Linked DNA regions of Sus scrofa: region 1 is linked to region 2. The links are chromatin contacts, called in public HiChIP or PLAC-seq maps. All regions are on one chromosome and are shown on one strand. The core of a region is the stretch at or near the end of the contact, and the rest is flanking DNA. Distances in the headings are between cores, read along the strand shown. Region 1 overlaps LOC102164493 (a long non-coding RNA gene). Region 2 has its middle 600 kb from the start of NYAP2.

The links. HiChIP or PLAC-seq counts read pairs in DNA pulled down with a chosen protein or histone mark.
Region 1: a contact with region 2 is called in an H3K27ac HiChIP or PLAC-seq map of alveolar macrophages. The contact joins two enhancer-like sites. A contact is called at or near these places in 1 of 47 Hi-C or Micro-C datasets (embryonic fibroblasts) and 1 of 2 datasets of contacts at active chromatin or transcription factors (alveolar macrophages).

What each region holds. Positions count from the first base shown.
Region 1 is chr15:128,151,533-128,156,798 of Sscrofa11.1, forward strand. LOC102164493 (a long non-coding RNA gene) reads right to left here. Exons shown (of 5, transcript XR_001301648.2): 4 at 2,399-2,555. Among named protein-coding and RNA genes, the nearest start is that of IRS1, 150 kb to the right of the region's middle. Within about 2 kb of position 3,604, at least 25 of the 83 cell types and tissues checked have an H3K27ac peak or open chromatin away from gene starts, as enhancers often do. A contact at or near this core is called in alveolar macrophages, where this site is marked.
Region 2 is chr15:127,630,260-127,635,553 of Sscrofa11.1, forward strand. No RefSeq gene overlaps it. Among named protein-coding and RNA genes, the nearest start is that of NYAP2, 600 kb to the left of the region's middle. Within about 2 kb of position 2,637, at least 15 of the 83 cell types and tissues checked have an H3K27ac peak or open chromatin away from gene starts, as enhancers often do. A contact at or near this core is called in alveolar macrophages, where this site is marked.

The sequences.
Region 1 (5,266 bases), core at 2,354-4,853, 520 kb after region 2:
AGGATGGCCTGGGAGTTTGGGGTTCAGAGATACAAACTCTTCTATTTAGAATGGGTAGAAAGTCAGGTCCTACTGTCCAGCACGGGGAAATATAACCAGCCTCCTGGGATAGACCATGATGGAAAATAAAGGAAAAAAAACTTAAAAACAGTGTATACATATATATGACTGAGTCACTGTGCTCTACAGCAGAAATGGGCACAGCACTGTACCTCGACTATACTTTAATTTTAAAAATTAAAAAAAAAAAAAAGAGCTAGGAAAACATGAGTGTGAAAAGACAATGACCTCTAACCACCATGGGTGAGCTTCAACTTTATCGTTAAAAAGAGGCTCATACAAACACGTTTTGGCACCACTTATATGTAGAGTCCTCAACTCATAGAGTGGTTGCCAGGGGCTCGGGGGTGGCGGAAAAAGGGACAATGATAAAAGGGTACAGACCAGCTTTATGAGGTAAGATCTGAGGCTCTAATGTATAACAGGATAAATACAGTTGATAATGCTCTGCAGTATAATTGAAATTTGCTGATAGAGAACCTACAACTTCTCACCAAAAAAAGAGAGGGGTAAATGTGGGAGGGGATAGATATGTTAATTAACTTGGTGGGGAAGGGATTCTTTCATAATGTGTGTCTATATATAATCAATATGTTGCACACTTTAAATATCTTACCATTCCTTTTGTCAATCATACCTCAAGAAAGCTGGAGAAAAAAAGGAGGAGTTCAAAATACCTCCTACGGGAGTTCCTGTCGTGGCTCAGTGGTTAACGAATCCGACTAGGAACCATGAGGTTGCAGGTTCGATCCCTGGCCTTGCTCAATGGGTTAAGGATCCGGCGTTGCTGTGAGCTGTGGTGTAGGTCGCAGACGCAGCTTGGATCCCAAGTTGCTGTGGCTGTGGTGTAGGCCAGTGGCTACAGCTCCAATTAGACCCCTAGCCTGGGAACCTCCATATGCCAAGGGAGTGGCCCAAGAAATGGCAAAAAGACAAAAAGACAAAAAGACAAAAAAAATAAATAAATAAATAAACCAACCTCCTGTGACTTCCTCGCTGGTTCATTATAGGAATGTAATTTTTAGGGAGTTTCCTTGTGTGGTAGCTGGTAGCAGGTTAGGGATCCGGTGTTTTCATTGCAGCTGCAGCGAGGGTTTGATCCCTGGCCTGGGAACTTCCACGTGCTGAGGGCATGTCCTCCCGCCCCCCAAAAAGAAAAATTTTTTCTTTAAATAAAATTGTTCAAAAAGTGTTTTGAAGGCTCTGTTTATGTTAATATACAAATGAAAGATAACATTTGAAAAGAAAAACAGGGCCGGGCTGGAGTTTAACTAGTTAATATACATCCACACTGTTCCCCTACATCCTGGGTAGGGGGGGTTGGGACCTCTGGAGAGAACTAGCTGCAGGGCTACTCCTGATCCTTCTGTTCCTCCCCACCTGGTCTCTCTTCCAGTCTCCTCTTTAAACCCAGCCCCGGCCCTTCAGCTGCTCAGATGAACTGTCTCTGATGAGCTCATGCACATGCACAGCTTCAATTCTCTGTTGACCCAAAGTTATGCCTCCAGCCCAGATGTCTCTGAGCTCCAGACTCATATATCTGCCTGCCTAGTGGAGATTTCCACTTGGACCTGTCGAAAGCCTGTCCAGAAGCTCACTATTTTCTTTCTCTTTCAAAGAGCATGCCTGTCTCCATTGTCCCTGCCCTCTGCTCTTTACACAATAACCCTGCTCTCTCCAAGGTCCTTGGCCCTGTCCCCCGACTCCCTCCCTCCAGCACCGCCTCCTTCTCTTTGCTACCTTAGACTATAACTTAAAGGGAAGGAGATTGAAAGGTGATGCTTCCTTTATGCTTGTCCTGTTCCCACGTGGTTGAATGTTGTTCATTTCTCTTTTTCCTTTTCTTCTTCTTCTTTTTTTTTTTTTTTTTTTTTTTTTTTTTTGGTTTTCTTAGGGCAGCACCTGCAGCATAAGGAAGTTCCCGGGTTAGGGGTCCCATCAGAGCTGCAGCTGTAGTCTACACCAAAGCCACCACAAAACCGTATCTGACCTACACCACAGCTTGGGGCAATGCATGGTCCCCTAACCCACGGAGCAAGGCCAGGGATGGAACCTGCATCCTCACGGAGACTGCGATGGTTTCTTAACTAAGCCACAACGGGAACTACAAGGATGTTGTTCATTTCTGATTCACGCATTCGACTGATCTCTTTTGTCTCTGTAAAGAAAATAATGTTGGGATCTATATAGACAGGTGTTTTCCTAACAAGAGTCCCTGAAATATTATTTCCAAGATTAAGAAAAAAAGAAAAAAAAAAAAACTTTTAGGCAGCCTGCCTTTCTGGGTATATATTGTTATAAACTGACAAAGTCCCTGAGGGATGTGGAATAAACTCACCAGGAGAGAGTTTCTGGGTGAGCCCTAACTCTTTCAGCTTTCAGTTGGGTCAGAACAGTTGCACCAGGAACCCCTGCACCTGTGTCACTTTGCAAGAGGTGATCTGCATGCCAGCAGGTCTGAGGCTAAGACGTGGATGGAGCAGGTACCAGAGAATCTGAAAGAAGGAAGGAGTCAGGGAGTGAGGAGGCCAGAAGAAAAGGTGTGGAATCTGCCTCCCACCCCACCCTCCGGACACCCGCCTCTGGCCCCCAGCTTGAGCCTCTGTGGAGAGAAGGCAGCTAAGGAAGCCAGGCGTGGGGGACGCTGTTAAACTCTGAGCACGGGGAGGGCCTGAAACTAAGGAAGAAAACAGTTTTTCCACCCCCTCCTCGGACCCTAGTTTCTGCTACAAATGGCAGCACAATCTGGCCCCTGAGCCCAGAGAAGCAGTCTTCCCAGGGGTGGGTCCAGCCAGAGGTCCCTAGAGGAATTGTTACAGGCCCAGGAAGGACACGCACCCATGACAAGGAAGGGCACTTTCTGGGGTGGGGGCTGTTAACATTTTCTAGGAGCTTCTGATGATAGAACTGCTGTCCTTGGGGTCTTCCGGTGCCTGTAATTCCACCTAGAAGCTGGGGAGCTCCAGGCATCCTGACCCCTTTGTATGTTAAGAAACCTTCTGGTTTCCTCTTCTTTTTTCCCCCAGGCCATACTCACCCCACCCATCTGGTCCCTCCAGAGGAATCAGCTCTAAGAAGGGCGTAGCTGGCCTGCGGGGCCTTTCTTATTTTAATTCAAGAGACTCAGTGGGTGGCAGAGTCAAGGCCCCCCCCACACCCACACACCGGGCGGTTACTGGTTGTGAAACTAGGCCTGTAAAACGGATGGTCAGACTCGGGTTGGGGGTTTTGCTAGTTTAGGGAGTTCCCGGTGTCTTAAATCACCCAGAATTGTTTACTGCAAAAGGCAGCCGTTTAATCTAAAACACAGACAGGCATAACTGCAGCCTTGCGCGTCTCCGCAGGTCTTGGCCGAGCCCATCTCTTACATCCTAAGCACTCTGAGTACCAAGTGACCTGAATGGCTCCAAGCCAAACAGTAATGTTTCCTTTCGCTGTTGTTGAGAAAGGCATTCAGGAAAAAAATTGAGCGCAATGAGGGCCTTCCTGTTCCGGCCTGTGGGCAGGCAGGCGTGTGAACCACCCAGCAAACGTGGAGTGAGTCATGCTAGCAAACAGGGAGCTTCCTTCGCCTTTGTCAAAGTCTCTCTGGAGGCCGCCGCAGGCAGGCTGCCCCACTGCCAATGCTCCAGGAGCCAAGCATCTTTAGAATCCATTCCTCCTACCTCACCAGGCACCAGGGGTTTCCTTGCTAACCACAGTCAGTGCTGATGCAGGGAAATGTCCCCAGCATGTTTTGCTTGGGAAAGGCCTTGACCTTACGTTTCCCTGCAGCCTAAAGTCACTTCTGCAAAGGAACTTGCAGAACCCCACTGGAGTTGCTCTAAGAAGATGCAGCATGTCTAAGTTTCATGGGCTTTTCATTACGTGGGTACACATGGTACCTCAGCTGTGGTCTAACACATACGGGGCTAATTGCAGGCCAGCCAGTGGTAGCTGCCCATGGAGGGCCAATAGCTGATGGAACTCTAATAAAACTAGTTGTATACAGAATTAATTACAATGAAGCCACACCTTACAATATAGTATGACCTTTAATTTTCCAGGCAATACAACTTAAATACTAAGAGTTGCACTGACATGTCCTGGATGCTTAAAAAATGCCTGGAGGGATATGGAATAGCCAATAGTTGGCTGGTAGTAGTAAAGGCAATTCCCTCTCTCTCTCCATCTCCTTACTTCCCCTCTCCCTCTCCCCAACCTCTAGAATTATTCTTTCTATGAATGGAAAAAAATATTCCATTTTATTCCTCCATGAATCCAAAGTTCCAAAAGATCTTTCTGAGTACAGTCCAATAGAGATGATAAACCTGACATCATTCCCTGTTCTAGGAGTGACTCCTTAACCAAATGTCCCTTAACCAAAAGTTAAACCAATTGATATTAAGTTTTAAAGCCTCATAGGACATGCCACCCCAAATATGCCACTTTGGTAACAGCACTTGAAAACAGCAAATGCAAAATTTCTGCACTTTTTCCTGTGTCTTGATGGTTTATTATTTTGATGCAAATGTGAGTTTGTAGTCCCATGAGAGTAAATAAATGAATTTTCTTTTTTGTTCAAAAAAAAAACCACAAGCAAACAAACAAACAAACAAACAAAACCCAGCACCTGAAAACAGCAAACGCAAGGAGGAGCTTTCTCTGGATTTTCCTTATCTGCCTCAAGACAGAGCTTCCAAAAGGAACTCAACTGTAAATCCCTTCCCCAGGAGTTTCATCAACCAGGGAAGATGGACTCATCACAGGAGGGGAGACTAGAAGTTGACATCACACCCAAACTTTGTCACAAACTCTCATGTCTCCCATCTATTTCTCGAAAAGCCCATTTCACTTTTTAAAAAATCGCTGAGATAGTATTTAAGCCTGAATTCTAAGCCGCTTCTTTGAGATACTCACTTTTCCTTGGACATCTCCCATGTATACGTAAGGTCTACATGTTAATAATTTTTTCTTATTAATCTGTCTTTTTTTTTTTTTGAGCCCTACTAATCATTTAGCCAAGGAATACCAAATCTGAGCAGACAGGGTTTTTGTTTTCGTTTTTTGTTTCTGCCTCCTTGTTTATTTATTTTATTTTATTTTTTTTTGTCTATTCTAAGGCTGCACCCACGGTTTGTGGAGGTTCCCAGGCTAGGGGTCTAATCGGAGCTGTAGCTGCCGGCCTACACCACAGCTCACAGCAATGCCGGATCCGTAACCCACT
Region 2 (5,294 bases), core at 1,387-3,886:
GAGCTGCACAAACATCAATTCATTTGACATTACATTAGCCCCAAAATGTAAAAATTAAATCTCCACCTCACAGATTAGGTAAATGAAATTTAAAGAGGTCAAATAACTTATCCAACATCACAGAGATAATTTAAGTGGGGACTTGGATCAAATCCAGGCTCTTCTGATGCTAAAGTCCATGTTTCTTCCCTGCTACAGTTTTAGGTGAAGAAAAAGTGTTTGGTTATATCAAGTAGGGAAAAATAAAAATTGAAATTCACAAGGGGAAATTGACAGGGGCATAAGAAAAACAATGTTACAGGATGTGCCATATCAAGATTTGTCTTTCGAAAGACATTTCATTTCCTGGGCTCCCTTCTAAACAAACATTGAACCCAGTGATTTTAGCAATATTCCACATTACTTGCTGACATATTTTACTGATGTCAGTTTATTGCAAAATTAGGGATTAAGTTTGAAGTCATTGTAGTTCAGTCTGTAAAATATACTTAAGCAAACTATCAGTAATTTTAAAGTTCAAAATTAAGAAAAATGCACATAAAATATTTTACCAATGATGAATTGAAGAGAGTACCACTGCAATTTGATGTTAAAACGGGGAAAAAAATCAAAAATCATTACCTCCTTAGTCATAAACCATAGTGCATAAACCACAATTCATAAACCCTATGCTCAGATCCATGAATTTAGAAAATGAGGGAAAATGAACAGAAAATCTGAGCAATTTTTGGAAATGATGCAAAGCTACCCAAGGGATCTTACGATAAGGCTAGGAATTTACTCTCTGAAGAATTCAAGCAAAAAATTTCAGGAAGAATGGAAATGACTTTCATAAAACATTGTATCAGTTCTTCCTGAATTGAGTCTAGTGTACTGATTTCATTTTACTGTAACATCTTCTAATTGGACTATTGCAGGGCATTTTGAACTGAGGGCAATTCCAAGTATGATGCCACATAATCATAAAGCACAAGAAACTTGTTCTTTATTCTAAGACTCAGGAAACAGAGAAACAGAAGGCTTTTGATAATTTGCCACTATGGTGGCCACCTGAGTAAAAGTATCATCTCATTAAATAGCTCTGTCTACTCTCTATCATCTCATAAAATATCTCATGTCTAGCTGATAACACTTAAAAGTTGAATATTCTCCTCTATTTAATTCTTGTCAAGGGACAATCACTCCCTAGAACCTGAAACAAACCAGAGTTACTACCAGGGGCAAAACCAAAGTCTTAGGGTTTTTTGTTGTCTGATTTACAACTGAAACTACTTCCTGTCTTGTTTGTGACTCAGTTTGCTTTGTCTTCTTAGCATCCAACTTAAAACTGTAAATTTACAGCTCACTGACTGTGGTGTCAAAACACATTTTCTGTTATTGCTGTAGGAAATCAACTCTTCACAGTAACTGACTTCATGAAGGCAGATATCAAATTCAGTTACAGAAATTAAACAAGGATTTCTACATTTTCACAAAGTCCCAACCTTGCTTATCTGTAAGTACTCTGATGGATCTTTGAAATAAAAACATGATTACACACAGAAGTGACGGGTGATATAGCAAAGGCCTGAGACTGGGTCTGGTCTAGAGAGTGGGAGTTTAGTCTCCCCTGTTTCACCAATTTTAGCTGAAAACTTATTTGGAAAATGATGAAATTTGACTGAATCTTAGTTCCTTTCAGCCATAAAAATGGGAAGATTGAACTGGCTGGCCCTAACAGATATTTTCCAGGTTTTGCCTTTTATGAAAACAAAGCAACCTGATGAAATATGTGGTTAGAGCTGATAAATGAAAGATACACTCCACTTGTGAATGACCTAGAACTTGCAGTAAAATCAGAGAGAAGATAAACACACTCAGGACAGCAAAGCCAAGTGAAAACGGCAGCTCTGACTGAGACAGTCTCATTAGGAAACCATTAGGGACTAAACTTGATGGAGTTTCTTCTCTCCAGACAGCGTTTTGTCAGAGTATTTAAAACTCTTTTCTCACACCAGTCCTAGGAGGTAGATGCTGGCCCATTTGACACATGAGGAAATTGTTCCTTAGCATGTCCAATTCACATTACTGGAAAAAGATTTAAACCAAGCTCTGTCCAGTCTAAAAGTGAAAGGAGGTAACTGTAAGTCAGATACTGTATTCTGCAACAAACAAGCCAAATCAAACAAACAAACAAACAAAAACAACAGACTCTAACTCACAGCAAGACCCTCTTTCACAGCCATAAGTGGGCATACTCAAGTCTTTAAAAACGCTTCTGAACAAACAAAAGTACGTGTGAGCTCTTTGGGGCTGAGCAGTGCAGCCACGGTGGAATGTTGTGGCAATAAAAATTACAGAGAAGATTCATGGCTTTTCATCCCATGCCCTCATCCGCAGATGTCTGTGGGATGAAAGCAGAAGTCACTGCCAGCCACCAGAGTCCTGCAGTTCTGACACCCTGTAATCCTTAGCTGGATTCCTCACCTCCCTCTTTATCCATCAAGCCTCCTCCTGAGGCTGCTTTATGGTACACATTTCACTTGAAAAAACGAAGTCACATTGCAATTAATTTCGCCTTGAGAGTTTCACAACATCCTTAGGAGATCACAATAACCCCAAGGATATTGTGCAATCTGGGCTGGGAATCTCTTGCTTAAGTTCTAACTTTGTGAAAGAGAAGCGGGTGAAAGTGGGAGAACCAATCTCCCCTTGCGTCTGCCTTAAGGAGAAGAATGAAATGAACAGTTAATTCTGGTAAAAATTTATCTCATCCAAGTTATAATGTTAATGTTCATATCTTTTTGCAGTATTTCTCCAGGCAATGAGCTTTTGCTCACCCTGAAAAAAAGATCATGTTATTCTGTGTCCCCCACCCTCCACCCCCCCTTTCTAAGGGACCTGCCTTCTGTACCCTACCCTGACTCATCATTGCTAATTTAAAATAATGCAAATAAGCAAATACATGACTCAATAAATGTGATGAGTAAGGAGAAAAGGGTGTTTGGCTAGCAACCCAGTCCTACATTTTAATTAAAAAGCATGTCTCACACACCATCAGTAAGTTTTCAAGTGACCTGTCATGACCAGTTCTAATCGCAACGCAAGCATGTCATTCACTCTTTCATAATAAATTGGCAGGTTATGCTAATACAAGGAAGGAAGGCTATCAATTTTGTGTTTGCCAGACAGCCTATGCCATTGATTTCAAAATTTTGATGCCCTTGGAAAAGGAAGATGCTTAAGGACAGGGTTTCACAAACAGAATAAAATGTTACAGGAGGATAATCAATTAGATATAGTTGAAAAATAGGTGGAGAAAAACATTGCAAAATATTATGCTTTCCTAATGGTCAAATGCATGTATTCAATGTCACCTCCTTCAACAGAAGAGTCTGTGATAATAGCAAATGTGTCAGTTATTAAGACTGGGTAATTGACATTTTCTTATAAGTATTTGACTAAAAATAGTCATAAATATTCAACTGATGGGGAGTCAAATTTTCTCTGTTCAAGAGACAAAAAAAAAACATAAAACAGAGTAATATTAATTGCTCCAATAAAGTTCTTAAAATTATCATACGATTCCTTGTGTTTTCTTCCTATGTGACAAACTTCGAGGGAAAAATTGGTTCAAGTTAGTTGACATTCTTACATAAAATGAGAGTTTGCAATGGCAATGGGAATTTGGGCACTCATAGGAGAATCCTGGGTGTGTATATGGCCAGGTAGGACCATAAGTTTATAGCTTAATATGCACAGTTAAGTACATATTATATTTTACATTTATAGTCAAATCTAGTTGCTTGTCTTTAGTTAAAAGATTAGATTTTTGTCTTGAAGTCCACTTTCAAAACACATGTAAATTCCTTTCATAAAACTGAAAAAATAAAGTATATTTATGCTACACTACTTATGAACAGAGCAATTGCCTATGTCCATCAGTCTGAAAAGGAAACTATATAGCAAAGCAAAGCAAATTAAACATTTAAACCTTCCACTTGCATTTAACTATTTTTAGCTTATGTAGAGTTAATGCATGCACACACGAACATACAAGCATATCCAGAACACCCAAACACAAGTCAACCTTACCCAAAATATGGCAAACAACTAATTACTTCTAGAAATTCTGAAAACCGCTATTAAACTGACATTTAGCACATTTGATAAGTGTTTGTCTTTTGATATTAACTGCTTATTGTATGAAATTGCCATATAACTTGTCACCATTCCAGCATGGTGAAAAGATTATTTATTAAAAATAGTCTTACTTGGGTAATTTCAAAAATATTAAAATATAATTTTTCCCAGTTGTTAGAGCTCATATAATAATGCAATGATATGATACTATATGCTATATGCTATAAAGTCACTCCATGATTAAATTTCTTAAGCTTACATATAATTTCCAGATAATTTTTTAAATGAACAAATAAATAGTTGCTTTCAGATATGCATTTAAAACACTCTAAAAAATAAAACATTCTAGAACGAGATCATTTGGAAAATATTACAATTTTTGTTAAGACCTCTTTTCCTGAACATTTACAAACTCGGGGCTTAGCGAATTTTCAAAAGTACAATGTGTACTCATTTTCTAGGTTCTTCTTTCTCATTGTGGTTTTAATCTCCCTATAATCCTTCAAAAAATTAGTTTCATATTTGAAGCGATACTTGTTTTGCATATGCAAACCTATGGGATTCAGCCAATGGGTAAACACAGGTCACATTCCTCCATCTGTTATCATCCTGATTTTCTCAACTTTTTTCATAAGCAAAGCAATAGTTAAAAATAAAATATAAGCCATCAGTATGTTACCTGTAACAGGTGCCAAGTAGATTCTCACTCCCAATAGCTACCTCATATTAGCTTAGTCCATTTCCTAGTGGGTGCATTTTTGATTCTAGATCAAAAGATTTTTTTTTTTAATGGAAGAACCAATCTTAAGTGTTTTACAAAAGCATGTTCCTGTTCAGAGTTAGTTCATCAAAATGCATCCTGCCAGCACAACACCCTTTAATGCTCTCTTGTGTTTTGAAGCTTTAAATGGCCCTCTCCAAATGCATCTACAGTCTGAAATTAAGTTTGTTTTTCTCTCTTCTTTTCTTTAAACCTCTGCAAGAATAAGTAATATTACTAACTGGCTTGAGATATGATCTTTTAAAATATATGTGGCATTAACATAATTCTACAGTGCAAAAGTACAGAAAAGACTAAAAGAATGAGGGCAGAGGAGAGCAATCACATTTACTCAGACCTTGCATTATGTTGGACGTTGGTGGAATGAATCCAAGATGGAATTAAATCCAAA